Regions from separate parts of the Cricetulus griseus genome. Here region 1 is linked to region 2. Evidence: chromatin contacts called from public Hi-C data. All regions are on one chromosome and are shown on one strand. Each heading gives the region's core, a stretch centred on a gene start, on an enhancer-like site or on the middle of the called end of the contact. The rest is flanking DNA. Distances are from core to core; before and after follow the strand shown.

Region 1 (4,521 bases), core at 494-2,993, 37 kb before region 2:
ATGAAGTCACCCTTGTATACTGCTGTGGGAATGGAAACTGAGGCAGCCACTAGGTACATCAGTACAGCGGTTCCTCAAAAAATTAAAAATAGAACATATGATCCAGCTATACCACTGTGGAAATATACCCTAAGGAACCTAGGTCAGCATAGCAGACACCTCGTCATCCATGTAAACATGTAACAGTCTGCACAATCAATAACCAACTTATAGAGTCAACCTAAATGTCCATTAACAGATGGCTGGGTAAAGAAAATATGGTACATATGACTAACTAATGTATGTAAGGGTAGGAGAAGTTAATAAGGTCAAAGTATGTGACATACTTGAATGAAAATGCCATTATCAAACCATCATTTTGGACAACAAATCTGTAACAACATAAAATAGGGGCTGGAGATATGACCCAGTGCCTAAGAGCTCTAGCTACTCTTTTAGAGGACCAAGTTCAGTTCCCAGCACCCATATGGCAACTCAAAATGACTCCCTGTAACTCTAATTCCAGGAGCTCCAACGCCATTCTTGCCTCGGCAATCACCCACATACACACACAAACGCATAAAACATTTGAAAATACTGTACAACCAGGGCTAGAGAGATGGCTCAGTAGTTAAAAGCAATTGTTGTTCTTGCAGAGGACCTGGGTTCAGTTTCCGGCCCTAAACTGTGACTGACAACTGCTCTTAACCAGAGCTTTCTTCTAGCCTCTGCAGGCGCTTCATGTAGATAGTGAACAGACTATATGCAGGCAAAGCAACCATGCTTGTAAAATAATATTAAATAGGCCTTTTTTATTTTTATAATTGTGATTAGACCAATTTTAAATTAGAAACAAGCTTCTTTTGCATGTCAATCCCAGTTCCCTCTCCCACCCCTCCTCCCCTGCCCTTCCACCCCTATCCCAACCCCTTTCTGCTCCTCAGGGAGGCTGAGGCCTTCCATAGGGGATCCTCAAAGTCTGTCATATCATTTGGAGCAGGGCCTAGACCCTCCCTCGAGTGTCTAGGCTGGGAGAGTATCCCTCAACATGAAGAGGGCTCCCAAAATCCAGTCACATACTAGAGATAAATACTGATTCACTGCCAGAGGCCCCATAAACTGCCCAGACCTCCAAACTGACATCCTCATTCAGGGGGTCTGGAACAAGTAAAGACTGAGCCAGAAAATATTATCCAGAGGGGGGCGCTCTTGTCCCATCCCCTACTACCAACACTCCTATTCCACTCCTAACCCAGTAGTAACCCTTTACCCAAAGTGCTAGAAATAGAACCCAGAGCTCTATGCAGATTACATGGGTTCTACCGTCAGCAATCAACAACTGATCTGCATTTGAGTCCTCTCTCCCTCTCCCCTGCTCCTCTTTTCAATAAATGTTTTGCAATTAAAAAGAAAAAGTCAATGTCAAGGCAGAAGTGGTGGTGTGTGCTCATATAACCCAAGACTCTGGCGAGGATGGCAAACTCCAGGCTGCACAGGGAGACCCATCCTTCCACAACAAGCTGTGCTCTCTCCACCTAGTCTGGGCTGTGCTCACCTATGTCTAGCAGTGACACAGTCTCCATGGGGCCCCTTACCTTTCCCATCTGACTCCAGGATCTCCTGCAGAAGCAGGAAGGAGGTGGACTGTTTGGGGGGCTCGTTTAACTCCTGCTTCTCCTGAAGCATCTTGTAAACTTCAGATTCCTTGTCGATGATGAGGCTGCCTGAAGGATGTGGCTGATCCGAGCTAAGAAGAATGTTTGGAAATCCATTAGGGCAAGGGTCAAAAGTTAGGCTCAAAGCTTCACCAGGCACTCCCTTCCAAGCAAACACACACTGACTGAAAGAATGGATATCGATTCTCCCATGTCTTCCAGCCCTCTTGACAATGTTATAAGGGGTCCTGGTAGGCAAAACTGGCTACCACTTTCATACCGTAAGAGGCTATTTTCCCAAATAGTCTCTGTAATTCAATTACATTTTTGCTAACTCCCACGAATGGGGAATTCTTCCCTTCTTTTTAAATTACATAATCAACATTATGTCAAGAGAAAATTTTGAAGAGGAAAAATTTCAACCACAACCTGACCACTAAAGTTCAGCTGGGTCCCCTTGCGGTGGGGGGGGGGGGGCGCACATGCATTCCTTGAACCAGCAGAACCCTCATCTCTTCATTCCTCATGTCAAAATGCTAGTCATGCCTCCAGACGTCCTTCGTCATTCAGAATGCAGCTTCGGCCTCTGTGCCTCTAGCTGGAGGCAGCAGAAGGAAAAGTTCACATGCTTTGCTATGTAAAGGTTCAGACCCCCGGGACCAGGCAAGCCAGGCCTTGCCTCCCACTCCTTCCTCCTGTCACTCCGCAGGCCCCAGGACAAGCTAAGGCAGGCACTACTGTGAGGCTGTTTTTCACTGGGCCAAGACTTGTGCTGCCTGGCAGCAGGAGGATGGTGGAAGGAGGTAACCCTTCAGTTGGAGACTCTACTGAGCCCTCACATTTCCGGCTCCCCCAATGACCAAGCCACACTGTGGCCTATCAGCAAGACCCATCAGATGTGTAACCTGTCCCTCTGCTGCCATGCTCAGCCTTGGAACAGTTTCATTTTCAGCCAGAAGTCAGAGACATAGTTCCAACCCATGAATCAAGACAGTTTCACGATGTAGCTCCATGTAATCTCACCTGACTTAGAACCAAATTCTTACAGTTTTGAAAGTTCAACTCCTTTGGAATAAATGTTCCTTTACATAAAGGAGCGAGGCCCTGAAGACGTGGCCTTTCCTCAGCAGAGCTGTGACTGAAGCTGCCAGCCTCCTGCCAGGCATTGTTCTCACTGCTCCTGCCTATCCTGTTACCCTCGTGTATTTCCAGGGACCCTGTTTCACACAGGGTGCACCCCTCGGAGGCGATTTATTGACTTATGGTAGTTCTGCTTGTCCCTACCCCTTGCTGCCCTCTAACTCACTCTCCTACTGCATACTCCCCTCGCATTTGTTTCTGTATTTCTCACTTCCCCTGGGAGGTAAGCAAGCAGATTTCCTTGCTCTCTGTAAATGCCTCAGTCTAGCTCAGTGTATAGCCCAGGCTCGGAGCTGGGCATCAGGTAAGCACAGATGACACTTCCTCCTTGCTATGCTCTCCCTGATCCTGTGAGCTCACCCTGAAAGGAAACTATGTAGGCTTGTGGGGGACCCACCTCCTGAGCCCACAGGCACTCTTCCCTCTCACTTGTATAACTTGTAGAAGTGGCCTGAGGGACACTGTGCCCAAAAGGAGACAAGCACAAGGGCCAGGTGAATTACCAGTAACTGATGCACGCAATGCACGCAGATAGATTTACTCATACAAATACACAAGCTGCAGTTGCTGGGATATGAGCTCTCAGCCTCCACAGCCCTAAAGGACACAGGCAGGAGCAAAGGAATTACAGCAATTACATTCGTTCACTCATTTCCCACCCACCATTGTTCAACTGGTTCACATTCCATTTTCAAAAGAAAAAGTATGTTTTCCATGGGTAATTTCCTCTAAGTTACTACCCCTCCCTGCTCCCCTCTCCTTTTCTGCCTCTCCTTTTTCTCTCCTCTAAGACAAGCTGTAGGGCAGCTAGGACAGCCTCCTGGAACACTTCCATACTCAGGCCCCAACTGAAAGACTCAAGCACAGGGATAAAGCCGCAGGTGTTTCCCTTGGACTTCAACCATACTCTGACAACAAAGAAACAAGGCCCATTCGGGTGACATAAGCTCTGCTGCTGCTGGGCAAGGTTGATACTGGCTGCTCCTGCCACCTTTGGCTTGCAATGACTAGGTAGAAGCAGCCACCCTTTGCTGGCATCTAGCTACTCTTGTCTATCTCTCTCCCTCTCCTTGTAGGAAAGTGTGGAGTAGTTTAAGTAAAGTAAAGTGGTTTTAAGCAAGGGCAGCTCAAGTCCATCCATTTGTGTTTTAAGTTAGCTACTTATTTCTTTGAGTTTTGAGCTTGGAACCTGCCCTATAATAAGCATATTACATTATTCTTTATTAATCTTTTCCCTATTACTCTTAGAACTATTTTAAAATCAAGATCAGGTCATGGAATGTTCGGGGGAAGAATTTTTCTCTTATTTGTTGTATGTTATGTCTGGAAGCCACCAAGGGAACACTAAAAATAACAGAACTAAACCACAAGGTCATCATATATTCTTCCAGCAAACAACCTTGGGAATCATTCCAAGGAAGGAAGAAAGAGTGGGAGAGAGAGAGAGAGAGAGAGAGAGAGAGAGAGAGAGAGAGAGAGAGACAGACAGACAGACAGACAGACAAAGACACAGAAGGAGGGAGGGACAGACAAATTTATAATTTATTTCCAAATAATGATAACATCTTTATATGCTGGCATTTTATGAAGTATTTTCAATATCCATTACCCTAGCCAAAACAGTCAACCTAATTCAAAAAAAAAAAAAAAAACAGCACAAGACTCAGAAATTCTAAGTCTTGGACATTAGGCTATAAAATATTAAAGTAATATCTGAAAAAGTAATTAGGATAAAATCATGCATAAG
Region 2 (4,356 bases), core at 266-2,765:
GCTGCCTGCTCATTTGGAGTAGGATAGTCAAAGAGCTGGTTGCTGAGCCAGGCCCACCTGTAAGAAAGCCTGAGCTGCAGGCCCTGCGGCTGGCAGAAAGGCCAAGGGGAGCCAGGAGTGCTTCTGCAACTCCCATCCATCTCCTTCAGGGGCTGGAAGCATGGCCTTACGTCAAGAGGACCCATTAGGATCTTTAGCTTCTACTTCCATCCCAGAATCCCTCTAAGAAAAGAGGGGTATTTCCAAAACTGGGGAACCAAGTTTAAGGTCAGCTTCAGCAAGCAAACGTACCAAAGAATAGAATGTGGTCCCTCTAGACCAAGCATTGCTGAAGTTTCCCCCTCTCTCCTTAATCAGAAGATATTTAGTAAGACACACACACACACACACACACACACACACACACACACACACACACACACCCATTCTATCTGAAGGAGCAAAAAACGTTGACTATCACTGGGAAATAGACCTTGTTTGGCCCAGATCACATACCCAAAGTGTGGACCTTCAAATGCTGAGCCCTAGTCTCACAGGGGGTTACATTTCATTTATGGATCACAAGTCTAGCAGTCTGTGATGGGCCACCAGCCCTCCCGGAGATGAGGCCCAGCTAAGAGGTTTTCAGTCATCGCCACCACACACAGGGTTGGAACTACTCTTCCAGGAGGAAATGAACTTATCACAGATAACCTGGAGGACAGAAAGGTGATCTAAGCACCTGAGGCAGAGCGAGTCTACTGAAGGTTTATCTGGGGTTACTTCCCAACTCCGCTGTTTCCTGTGAAAGGCTTTACAGAGCTGAGAGCCAGCAGCTATGGGGTCAGACCTTCAGAGTGTAAAGTAGTTGTTTCAGTTCTTAGCTAAAAGAATCCCACTCGCCTTCCAGGGAACTCCTCTGTACTCCCATTCACCTTCCAGGACTTTCTGCTGCTTCCAATCAGCGCTCCCCAGCTCTTCCACTGTGAAGAACAGGGCGTGCTAACTCCCAGCGCGCGGGGTCTGCGGAGCTCCAAGTCTACACGCCCGGGCACAAAGAGCGTCTGCGTGCCATGCCACGCTTCCGGGGCGCAGAAAGAAAACTGTCTTTGGCCTTGGCGCGGCAAGCAAGGAGCCCGCTTGCCCCGGAGCGAAGTGGCGGGGAAGGGACAGCGGATGGCACAGAGCGCTCAGAGCACAGCGCACCTTGATGTGCCCCGCCGCGGTCGCCGCGGGCTCCAACCTCCCCGACTCCCCTCCGGGCGCAGCGCCGCCACCCTACCGAAGCGCCCGGTTCCCACGCGCGTCCCAGGACACTCTTACCCGGGAAATGGCGAGAGGTTGCTCGAAGTCCTTGCCGCCTACGAGGCGGAAACCCCAGGGTCCCGGGCCCTGAAGGACAATTTGCTGGGTGGTCATCGCTAGGCACAATCAGAGGGGACAGACGGGCCAGGCACGGAACAGCAGGGCGCGCAGAGCTCCCAGAGCAGCTGTCGGAGAAAGAGCGCGCCGCGCGGGTTGGGAGCTCCTGGAGCGGGCGGGGACGCGAGCGAGGGCGGGGACAGATCCGCCCTCAACCGTGTCGCTGCAGCCCCGCCCGGTCTCAGCCTCCACTCCCAACGCGTTCACAGTACCTCGCCAGACTCAGGTCGCCCGGTCGGGCTCTGCGGCTCCGCCCAGCACCCCCGCACCTCCTCCCGCGTCGCCTCCGCGCTACCCACAGCCGCTCTGCGGCTCCCAGCCGGGTGTGCGGGCTGGGTGAGACCTGAACCGTGTCCCTACTCACGGTGGGTCCTACAAACCCACGCAGTGTGCTTTGCAAAAAGCCGAAAAGGGCTGAGTGAAGTCACAGCCGTTTTCACTTTTGCTTTTTGGACATTATAGGGAAGTGTAAGAGGTACCTTCAACGATCTCTCGTGACGCTATGAGAAGGCTCTCTAGTCTCATTTTACAGATGAAGTAATTGAGGCTACCGGACGATAAAAGACACCCCTAAGGCTACACAGCAATTAGGGGCTGCTACAGAATCACTTCCCAGGCTCCTTGTGCTACCCTGGAAGTCTTCCAAATGCTAATAAGTCTATAACGGGGAAGGGGGTTATAATTAGGCTCCAGGACTTTCCTAGAAACCTTTCCTCCCGGCTAGAGTTGGAAACGGAGGCAGGTTCTGATCTTCCCAACAGCTCAGTCCTGATGTGCTGGATGGACCAATGCCTGGAACGCTTCCTAACCCTTTCTGCTGTGAACTACCCCAGAAGCACGTTCCAACCTTAGCCACACAGGCCTCCTACTCAGAGCCTTGCCACCACCAGGCCTTCATCGAGAATACCCTTTTCCTTCAGACATGCCAAGGCTTTTTTTCGTACAGATACCATCTTCTTACTAAGATCGTTTCTGAGAGCCATTTAAACATCCTCTCTAAAACGCCTGTCTTCCCCTGCCTTAACCTTCTTCCTGTCACTATCCAGTCTACAGTTTACTTATCTGTTTGTCCCACCCACATTCCTAAGCACTAGTTTCAAGACTGGAAATGTTTTTGTTTTTTGTTTTGTTTTTTTTTTTCTGGCAAGCTGCTAGTCGCTGTGTTCTCAGGCTAGAACCACCACTTGATAGATTAGCCAACTCCAAGACCACTGACTCCCTCTGGACACCACAGTTCTTCTCGGTCCCATTCATTCTGGAAGCTGGACCCAGGTTGAATGAATCTGTAAAATGAACAGCTCCTGTGTCCTTGCCATTCTGGCCAACCTTCTGTGGCGCTCTGTATACAGATTTACACATGAAAGGATCATCTGGCCTCTCTCCCAGCACGAAGGCCTGTGTCCGGGAATGATTAGTTCATTCTTAGTAATCAACTTCATCCCGGTTTTCTAGATCAGATCTCCTCAAACTTTTTCCATTTTCAACTCCTTTTCACCCAGAACAAATTTACCTCAAGTATATAGGTATGTATAATAGGTATACACGCCAAACAATTACTGAAAAAGTCTGTTTATTTTATATTAGGGCAATGACTCTGTCAGTAGTGTTGGACTTCAGTGTGTGAGAACCTGAGTTTGATCCCCAGAATTCATGTGAAAGGCTGAGCTCAGTGACGACAGTCTGAAATCCCAGCCACTGCAGGATGGATGGGGGAGATGGGATCCTGGAGCCCCGGGTCTGCTTGGTGAAGTTCTAGGCCAATGAAAACCCCTGCTCAGACAAAAGGTGGAAGGTGTAACATGAATAATAATAAATGACCCAGAGACTGCTTGCTACTGGGGTTCAAACTTCAAGCTGAAGAACAGAAAAGCAAAGCAGAGGGTCACTAGCTCTTACCACTAACTTCAGGCTGAGTGGGCTGATCCTGCTGCCTCTCAGCATGGCTGGAGAATGAATGCCCCCTACCGAATACTGAAGACCCTGCCTCTATCTTTTATAGCCCTCTAGTGCTGGAATTAAAGGCAAGTGATCTGTTACTCTTTTCAACTGGTTCAATCTCATGTATCCCTGGGTGTCCTTGAGCTCAGAGAGATCGGTCTACCTCTTCTTACTCCTGAGTCCTAGGATTAAAGGTATGTACCACCACCTCCTAGCTTTTGGCTGCTGGGATTAAAGATGTGTGCCTGGCTCCTATGGCTTATAGCTGACTTTGCTTTCTGAATCCTCAGGCAAGCTCTAATAAATCATAAATAATATCTCACCACAGGAAGATGATGAATGACACCAAGGTTGTACTCTGACCCCTACTTGTACGTTCATACATGTGAATACATACTGTACCCACACATATGTATCCACACACAGGAACATACACAAAACCTTTTAAAGCTATTCTTTGGTATACACATAATTTTACTAGTTGTTTATGACAAAAAATTTTACCTGCTACCTATGGGGTAATGTTCTTGTTTATTTTTACATAAAGAATTAAATCCTGGCTGAATTCTTAATATGATAGGACATAGGGTAACTTCATCATTTTCTAGAATTGATCAATATTTTGATTTTATAATTGTCAGTGCCTAGAATGCCACTTTGCATCATGGCATTGTACAAAATGATAGGAATGTGTGTCTTGGGACACTTAAGAAATTGTTGGGAATTCTGTCCTAATCCCAAACTAACATTAATTGTACAATTTCTTATGCAACTCAAGTCAGCCACTCAAACAGCAATTTATTATGATTTTTACAGGTATTTGTGTGTGTGTGTGTGTGTGTGTGTGTGTGTGTGTGTGTGTGTGTGTGATCATACATATAACATAACACAGCATGTCTGTGGAGGTCATAGGACAATTTATAGGAGTCAGTTCTCTTCTTCCCCCTTGTAGATTTGGGGGTTCAAACCCAGTTGCCAGGTGTGGTGAAAAAAGCCTAACTCTACCCAATGGATCAA

Evidence for each region. A called contact is a pair of places that touch in the nucleus more often than the background predicts.
Region 1: a Hi-C map of fibroblasts shows a contact between it and region 2, with 1.9 times the contacts expected there. The contact joins the enhancer-like site here to the promoter of Pdlim1 in region 2. A contact is called at or near these places in 2 of 8 Hi-C or Micro-C datasets (the CHO-K1 cell line and fibroblasts).

Annotation. Positions count from the first base shown.
Region 1 is chr3:21,351,898-21,356,418 of CriGri-PICRH-1.0, reverse strand. Pdlim1 (PDZ and LIM domain protein 1) reads right to left here. Exons shown (of 7, transcript XM_027407402.2): 5 at 1,575-1,726. Among named protein-coding and RNA genes, the nearest start is that of Pdlim1, 36 kb to the right of the region's middle. Within about 2 kb of position 1,743, at least 1 of the 6 cell types and tissues checked has open chromatin away from gene starts, as enhancers often do. A contact at or near this core is called in fibroblasts, where this site is marked.
Region 2 is chr3:21,315,029-21,319,384 of CriGri-PICRH-1.0, reverse strand. It overlaps Pdlim1 (PDZ and LIM domain protein 1), which reads right to left and starts at 1,515. Exons shown (of 7, transcript XM_027407402.2): 1 at 1,303-1,515. The coding sequence starts at 1,398.